Linked DNA regions of Mus musculus: region 1 is linked to region 2. A link is a contact called in public HiChIP or PLAC-seq data. All regions are on one chromosome and are shown on one strand. The core of a region is the stretch at or near the end of the contact, and the rest is flanking DNA. Distances in the headings are between cores, read along the strand shown. Region 1 has its middle 13 kb from the start of Gm35578. Region 2 holds the start of Ugcg (UDP-glucose ceramide glucosyltransferase).

Region 1 (3,725 bases), core at 729-3,228, 110 kb after region 2:
TACGTTGACTACGCAGCTCCCAGCCATGGCCAAGAGAAGCTTCCTTTTGCAGTGTGCATTGGTTAATGCAGAGATCTCTTTCCTTTCCTTTCCTTTCCTTTCCTTTCCTTTCCTTTCCTTTCCTTTCCTTTCCTTTCCTTTCCTTTCCTTTCCTTTCCTTTCCTTTCCTTTCCTTTCCTTTTCTCTTCTTTTCTTCTCTCTTCTTTTCTTCTCTCTTCTTCTTCTTCTTCTTCTTCTTCTTCTTCTTCTTCTTCTTCTTCTTCTTCTTCTTCTTCTTCTTCTTCTTCTTCTTCTTCTTCTTCTTCTTCTTCTTCTTCTTCTTTTTTCGAGACAGAGTTTCTCTGTATAGTCCTGGCTGTCCTGGAACTCACTTTGTAGACCAGGCAGGCCTTGAACTCAGAAATCCGCCTGCCTCTGCCTCCTGAGTGCTGGGATTAAAGGCATGCACCACCATGCCCGGCAATGCAGAGATTCCTGACTGGTCAAAGTGCTGAGAAGCGGCTGATGAACGGGATAATACACCGCATATGCATATGAAATTGATTACATTTTAAAAGATACAGAAGCAGAGTGTTGGGAAAAGAGATATTTTAGGATGAGATGAGCATCCTGTATACATATTCTGTAATGACCAAAATTAACCTGTAAGCCCTGCCTGCCCAGGAACCAGGTAACTTCCTGGAATGCTGGGAATTGTAGTTCTGGAAAATAACAAGGCCTCATGGGAAAATATGGTGGCCTATAGGTTTGTCCTTATAAACCCCTGCAATATGTGGTTTGAGACCATTCCAGCTGGAAAATTCTGTGGAATGGTCTTGACCAAAGTTTAGTTCTTGATCAGTATTTAATATTTAATAAAGCTTGCCTTAAGTTTGGCCCAAAATGATGGAGTCTGTTTTCCTGGAGAATTGCAGAATTAACAATGCATGTACAGGATAACGGACAAAAGGGGGGGTATGGTAGAGGATACCGAGCTGTAGCCTTCCTATACTAGCTTACCCCTTGCTCTAAGAGAAATGTCTTATATGGATTTTTATGGGTGACTATGTGGGTCCCATGCAGGTGATTGACTCAAGCCCAATGTGGGTTTTAAGTAGCTTCTTCAGAAGTATGGGCTCTGTACGGCTTATCTTATTCACATGGGTAGGCAAGAGCTGCAGGCCAGTGGATCTGAAGACATAAAGAATCCAAGCTGTGTATAAAGGGCCACATGTCTGGGTTTTTTGGTGGTCAGAAATTCTGACAAACAGATTCTCCTTCTAGATGACCTTCTACCTAAACTACGCAAAGCTTGATTCATCTTCCCCCACCATTTGTTAAGGTGTTTATGAGTGATTTAGGCGGACGACCTGATTATTAGTGACTGCCTTAGGAGCTACCAGCAAGAGACCCGGGTGGATCAGAAACTCACATGTAGCAGCTTTCCAACCACAATGATTAAAACCAGAAACCCAGTAGATAAATGAAACATTGCCTCTTTACCTCTCCATGGAGGTGCCCCACTGTGGCTGCTCTGAATGTCCGACTCCCTCCTTGAAGATTGCTCTCCTAGTCTGGAGTACCCCCTGCCTTTCTTTTTCGCTGTTCTATGAGTGAAATCTTCTGAACTATCCTCCCTAAGTTGTATCTTTTTGGAAAATAGATACAAGCAATTTGCCACATGCTCTTAGTTTGTAGAAGAAATGTCTAACCAGCCACATTTTAATGGAATACATTTTATGTCCATATATGTTCTCGCCATATACAGAGAAACAGAGACAGGTTTTTTGAGGCTATAATGCTGGTGCCCATTTGTGGCTCATAGAGAAGTTCTGAAGGCAATTAATTACTAAAAAGGGGATCTCTCAAGATCTTTTGCAGTAGTGCTTAGTCTTTCCAAGTGACTACTTAAACGACAAATACAACTTAAGTGGATATCTAGCGTGCCTGAAGACAATGTTTCATTAGTCATAATGCCCCACTTCCTTTCTGTCCTCTTGCTGACCATTGAGCCCAGGTTCCTCCTTACCCAGGCCAGGCAAGCATTCCACCACTGAACTTGGGCCTGGCCACATGTTCTGTCTTTAAATGTTCTTTTGAAAGGTTTGATAAGCAACTGTCTCCTCCCCTTTCCTACCTCCCAGCACTGAGGCAATCCAATGAATCACCATATTGCTTCTGCATTCCTAATATCTCCCCTATTTCCTCTCTTGGCCCTCGATTTCAGTCTTTAACACCCCCTTTCTTTGTGCTTTTGTTCATACTCTTATGTGAACCCACACATTAATACACACTGCCTCTGGTTTCCCTTAGAGTCTCAGACAGGCTAACCTCTACCAGTCCCTCAGTGTCAGCTCCGACCCTGCCTACGGTGGTCTCCAGCTGTGAATCTCTCCATCATACTTTGTGTTATTCTACCCCACCCACAGGGTAATAATCCCATCCCTGGAGAGGGAGGATGAGATGCAGATTGACTAATGTAAAATAAAGATTAGACTGATTTCCCAGTCACAAGGAGTCATAATGAAAGTAAATGACATCATCGGTTTGTTTTGATCAGTTACAGGGCCAATTTGCTAAGGATGAGTGTAAAATTAACAAACAAAACAAACCCCAAACAGCTGACTTTTAAACTTTCAGTCTAACTGGGAACTGTCCTGGGAGACAGCACGGTAGTACATGTGTGTGGTCAGGAGGCCATAGCAGGACGGTTGTGAGTCTGAGGCTAGCTTGGGCTACGTGGCAAATTCCAGGGCAAGCTGAGCTTAGTAGTGACATGGAAGCCCCTGGTGCCACCAGTGAATGAGAGACACACATCTGGTCTTCATTAGGGTGTAAGAAAAGGAGCACCAAAGGGAGGTAGGTGGTCAACTGTCTGCCATCAATTCCAAACAAGAACGTCAGGCTAGGCATGCATGCCTTTAATCCCAGCACTCAGGAGGCAAAGGCAAGCAGATCTCTGTAAGTTTCAGCCAGCCTGGTCTACAAAGAGATTTGCAGGACAGCCAGGGCTACACAGAGAAACCCTGTCTCAAAAAAAAAAAAAAGAAAGAAAGAAAGAAAGGAAGGAAGGAAGGAAGGAAGGAAGGAAGGAAGGAGAGAAGGAAGGAAGGAAGGAAGGAAGAAAGAAAGAAAGAAAGAAAGAAAGAAAGAAAGAAAGAAAGAAAGAAAGAAAGAAAGAGAGAAAGAAAGAGACAGGAAAAGAAAGAGAGAGAGAGAGAGAGAAAGAAAGAAAGAAAGAAAGAAAGAAAGAAAGAAAGAAAGAAAGAAAGAAAGAGAGAAAGAGAGAAAGAAAAAGGAGAGTATGAAGACATAAAAGAAAAGAACCAGGTATCTGGTAGCAGAAAGGGTGGAGAAACCCCTGTGTGACTCAGGGTAAAAAACCAGCAGCTGTTCTTTGTGGCACCTTGTTTAGGGGCTCATCTCTCACCTCTATTCTATACCCTCCCAACCCCCGTTCTCACAGTTGTCACATCACTTTGCTTTCATTGATACAAGAAAGAGACAGATGAAGCCAAAGCTCCAGGTCACAATGTTTTCTGTCCTCTAGCAAAACTCAGAGATGGGACTTCTGTCAAACTAAAGTTTTTACACACAAACCAACAAAATGATAAGGACAATCCAGGGATGGGAGGAAATAGTCAAAAACCATAAGCCCAATAGAGTTTACTATTCAAAGTCTGTATAAGGAACTCAACAACAGGGGATCTGGTTGTTCTTCAGACACACACACAAACACAGACAGT
Region 2 (3,556 bases), core at 846-3,345:
ATCAGATGGGGGAATCAGACGCCCTCTTCTGTTCTCCATGGATACTGCATGTCCGTCCTACCAGGGTCTTTTTGAAAGATTAACAAGTGCTCTAATAGCTGAGCCAGCCATCTTTCCAGCCCCTAGAGCTCTGGTTGGAAAGCCAGGTTTGAGCAGACTAAATTTAACCAGATGAAGTGCAACAAAGTTGATCATTATTCACTTATACCCAGTTACACCAACTTTCTTTGTCCTTTCTGTGTTACCCACCATACTGCATGGAATCCTTTGCTGTAAAGGTCTAGGAAAGATTTGGAAAAAATGAAAAATGCTACAAAATGCTCAAATTGAGAAATTCATATCCTTGACCAAGTTCAAGGAAGTATTGAGAACACACAGCATTGTTTTGTATATGACTAGCAAACACATTTTAAGAAAAAGAAACCTGGCCTATTATTTTTATTTGTAAGATGTCACTGAGTGTGAGATGCATTTCCATTTTGGATTCTTGAAAATAATGGATTATTGAAAATGTGTTAAGAATGCTTTAAAAGTGGGCCTTAGAATTGATTAATCACAATCGTGGCATTTAAAACCCTGTGCTATTATTTCTATGTATGGATTCCATCCTGCTGTAACTCTATTAACCAGTAACTCTCAACAACTGGAAATTAATTTCGAAGCATGGTTCTTTCCCACTGATTTTTCACCAGTAGAACAAAGGACACTGCAAACCTTAAGGATTTTTTTTTTTTCCTTTTTCTTTTTTCGAGACAGAGTTTCTCTGTGTAGCCCTGGCTGTCCTGGAACTCTGTAGACCAGGCTGGCCTCGAACTCAGAAATCTGCCTGTCTCTGCTTCCCAAGTGCTGGGATTAAAGGTGTATGTCACCACTGCCCGTCATTTTTGGATTATTTTTTAAAAGTAACTTGAATAATAAACAGTTTAAACACAGAACAATTGTAAACAATATAGATGTATCCAGGCTGAAGAAACAAATGGAAACATTTACTACTAGCTTCTCCCAGTTGCGACTTAAAGTTAGAATACTCTTGTTTTTCCACCACAGGGATTCATTGAATTTGCCCAGCCTGGCCTGGAACCTGTGTGTTCAAGTTCAGGTAATTCTCCTGCTTCAGTCCCAGAAGTAACTGGGCTACATACAGGCTTCTCACACAGCCTAGCCTTCATTTCCCCATTTTCAGTATCGTGCACATGCATAATTAAACGTTTTAGTAATAGCAACATTTAACAGCTTTTTAAAAATGGAGTAACGTAATTTAACCCAGTATGACTAAAATCTATCATCCCAGCAAATAATACAAGATTTATGAATGAGATGGTTTGTCAGCGGTGTACTGGCAACACTTAACAGCCTAGCACTGCTCGAACTAGCTACATTTCCATAACTCTCTTGGCTACATCTTAGCCAAATTACACTCAGCTGCCCTAGAGAACGCACAATCTTGCGCGAATTCAGCATCAAGCGATTCTTCCAATTCTGAGTTTGGGGATTCCTTAAATAACACAGTCTCTTGGCTCCTCCGGATTTGGCCAAGATAAAGTGTAGAGGCGGCGCGTGCTGCTTAGAGACAGTGCAGGGGGGGGGGGGACCGCGGGCGCGGGCGGCGGCAGCGGTTGGTAGCTGCCGGGCGGCGAGCACGCGGGGGCAGCTCCACCCGTGGGCGCGCGGGCCGGCACCGAGGCGCGAGGGCGCCGCCCCGGGGGCGGGGGCACGGGCACCGGGCTCCAGAGGGCGGGGCAGGGCGGACCGCATCGTGCCGGGATTCGGACGCCGGCAGAGAGCACGGACCAGAACGCAGAGCCGCGGCGAGCGAAAGGGACGACGGCGACGGCGGCGGCGGCGGCGGCGGCGGCGGCGGCGGCAGCGGCAGCCCAAGGGTCTGGACCACGGGAGCCCGAGCGCGCGGCAACGGCCGCCTAGAGCGCGCAGCGCGGTCAGCCTGCGCTCGCAGCACACCAGCGCGCGCACGCTAAGGGGTGCGCGGTGCCGAGCGCGCGCCGAGTGGCCGGGGGCGCGCAGGCCCTGCCCGCCCCTTCCGTCCTCACGCCCGCCGCCCCGCCGGCCCTTCCTCTCCCACCTTCCACTCGCGGCCCGCGCCCCGCACCCGGCGGCCCCCGCGTCCTCCTCCCGCGGCAGCGCTGTCCGCGGCGGCCGGAGCGGGCCGGGCCGGGCCAGCGGGCCGGGGGATGGCGCTGCTGGACCTGGCCCAGGAGGGAATGGCCTTGTTCGGCTTCGTGCTCTTCGTGGTGCTGTGGCTGATGCATTTCATGTCCATCATCTACACGTGAGTTGGAGGGTCGGGGCCTCGGGGACGAGCTGGACTGGCAGGCGTGTGTGCGGTGGAGGGTAGCGTTTTGCGGGGATAGAGAAAGCTGATCCCCAAACGGCCCCCTAAATCGGTCTCCTTGGGGCGGTGCGACGCGGGGTCCTGGAAAGGGAATCGCGCTGGAGTCGCGACCCGACTCCTGGGTTGCAGGCGACTACCGAGCTCTAGGAGAGGAGCCTGCTTCTCTGTCTGGTGGAGGGTTGTCTACTTGGTTTGATTGTGTAGGAGATTCGTGTGATTTTTCTTCCCATCTGGGCGAGGATGTATGGTGTATTGTGAGGTTTTCCGCTCCCTCCGCGCCGGCCACGTCTCTATTATGGAGATGGTCCTTTACACTCTTCCGGGAGCTGATCACCACCACCCCAGGCTTCCCAGTGGATTACCTCCTTCCTAGAAGAGCTATGTGTTTAGCTAGGTGTGTAGCACCTGCCCGCCTTGAAGAAGGTCCGTCTCCGAGCCAGTGTTATAAAGCATCGAGTCCTGTCAGCGTGGCATTTCAGTATCATGTCTTTATTTATCTTTTTTCCAAGTCTTTATGTATTGGCTTGTTTGGAGTTACATCCTTAATCTGTTTTCCACACACATCTCTTCATTTGGCAGGTACCTCCTAAGGCCTACTAGATACCACCTGGAGTTGGGCTGGGGACATAGGTGAGAAAGCAGGACAAAACTCCTGCCCTCATGAAGCTTACATTCTAGAAGGATGAAACATGATAAAAATCTAAATAAGGTTATTCCCTATAAAGCTCATGACTAAAACAGAACAGAGTGAAGGGGCGGAGAGAGACATGACATAGGTGGCTGAGTTTTGATCCATCAATGAAATGTCTTTAAAATGAAGCCTGTTTAAATGTGTAGAGATGAACTCACTTGGCATTTTAGCCTGAAAGAGGAGGGAGGAAATTTATTTTTATTTATTTATTTATTTATTTTAAACTACCAGATAGGGATAGGCTAGAATAGGCTGTATGTTAATGAAAAACAGGGAAGGACGTTAGGCAGTTACTTTTTTTTTCCACTATAGAAAACATGTGCTTTTCTCCGATTGGTGTGCCATTTCCTGACGCCGAGAAAGACAACACCTGTATAAGATAAGCAGACAGGGTTTTGTGGGGTTTTTTTTGAAAGTGAAAGAAAACATACCCCGTTTGGAATTTAGAAATGTAAGCAGTATTCATTTTAACTACATGGGCTCTTTAAAAAGCAATAGTTATTTTATCAGGAATT

Evidence for each region. HiChIP or PLAC-seq counts read pairs in DNA pulled down with a chosen protein or histone mark.
Region 1: a contact with region 2 is called in an H3K4me3 HiChIP or PLAC-seq map of bone marrow-derived macrophages, with 2.1 times the contacts expected there. The contact joins the enhancer-like site here to the promoter of Ugcg in region 2. A contact is called at or near these places in 7 of 39 promoter capture datasets (the HPC-7 cell line, the SN4741 cell line, hematopoietic stem and progenitor cells and 2 more), 4 of 484 Hi-C or Micro-C datasets (the C2C12 cell line, CD4 T cells, the HPC-7 cell line and 1 more), 6 of 115 datasets of contacts at active chromatin or transcription factors (the HPC-7 cell line, bone marrow-derived macrophages, embryonic limb bud and 3 more) and 4 of 9 other capture datasets (adipose tissue, liver, macrophages and 1 more).

The regions. Positions count from the first base shown.
Region 1 is chr4:59,292,798-59,296,522 of GRCm38.p6, forward strand. No RefSeq gene overlaps it. Among named protein-coding and RNA genes, the nearest start is that of Gm35578, 13 kb to the left of the region's middle. Within about 2 kb of position 1,979, at least 22 of the 459 cell types and tissues checked have an H3K27ac peak or open chromatin away from gene starts, as enhancers often do. A contact at or near this core is called in the C2C12 cell line and bone marrow-derived macrophages, where this site is marked.
Region 2 is chr4:59,187,455-59,191,010 of GRCm38.p6, forward strand. Ugcg (UDP-glucose ceramide glucosyltransferase) reads left to right here and starts at 2,096. Exons shown (of 9, transcript NM_011673.3): 1 at 2,096-2,287. The coding sequence starts at 2,190.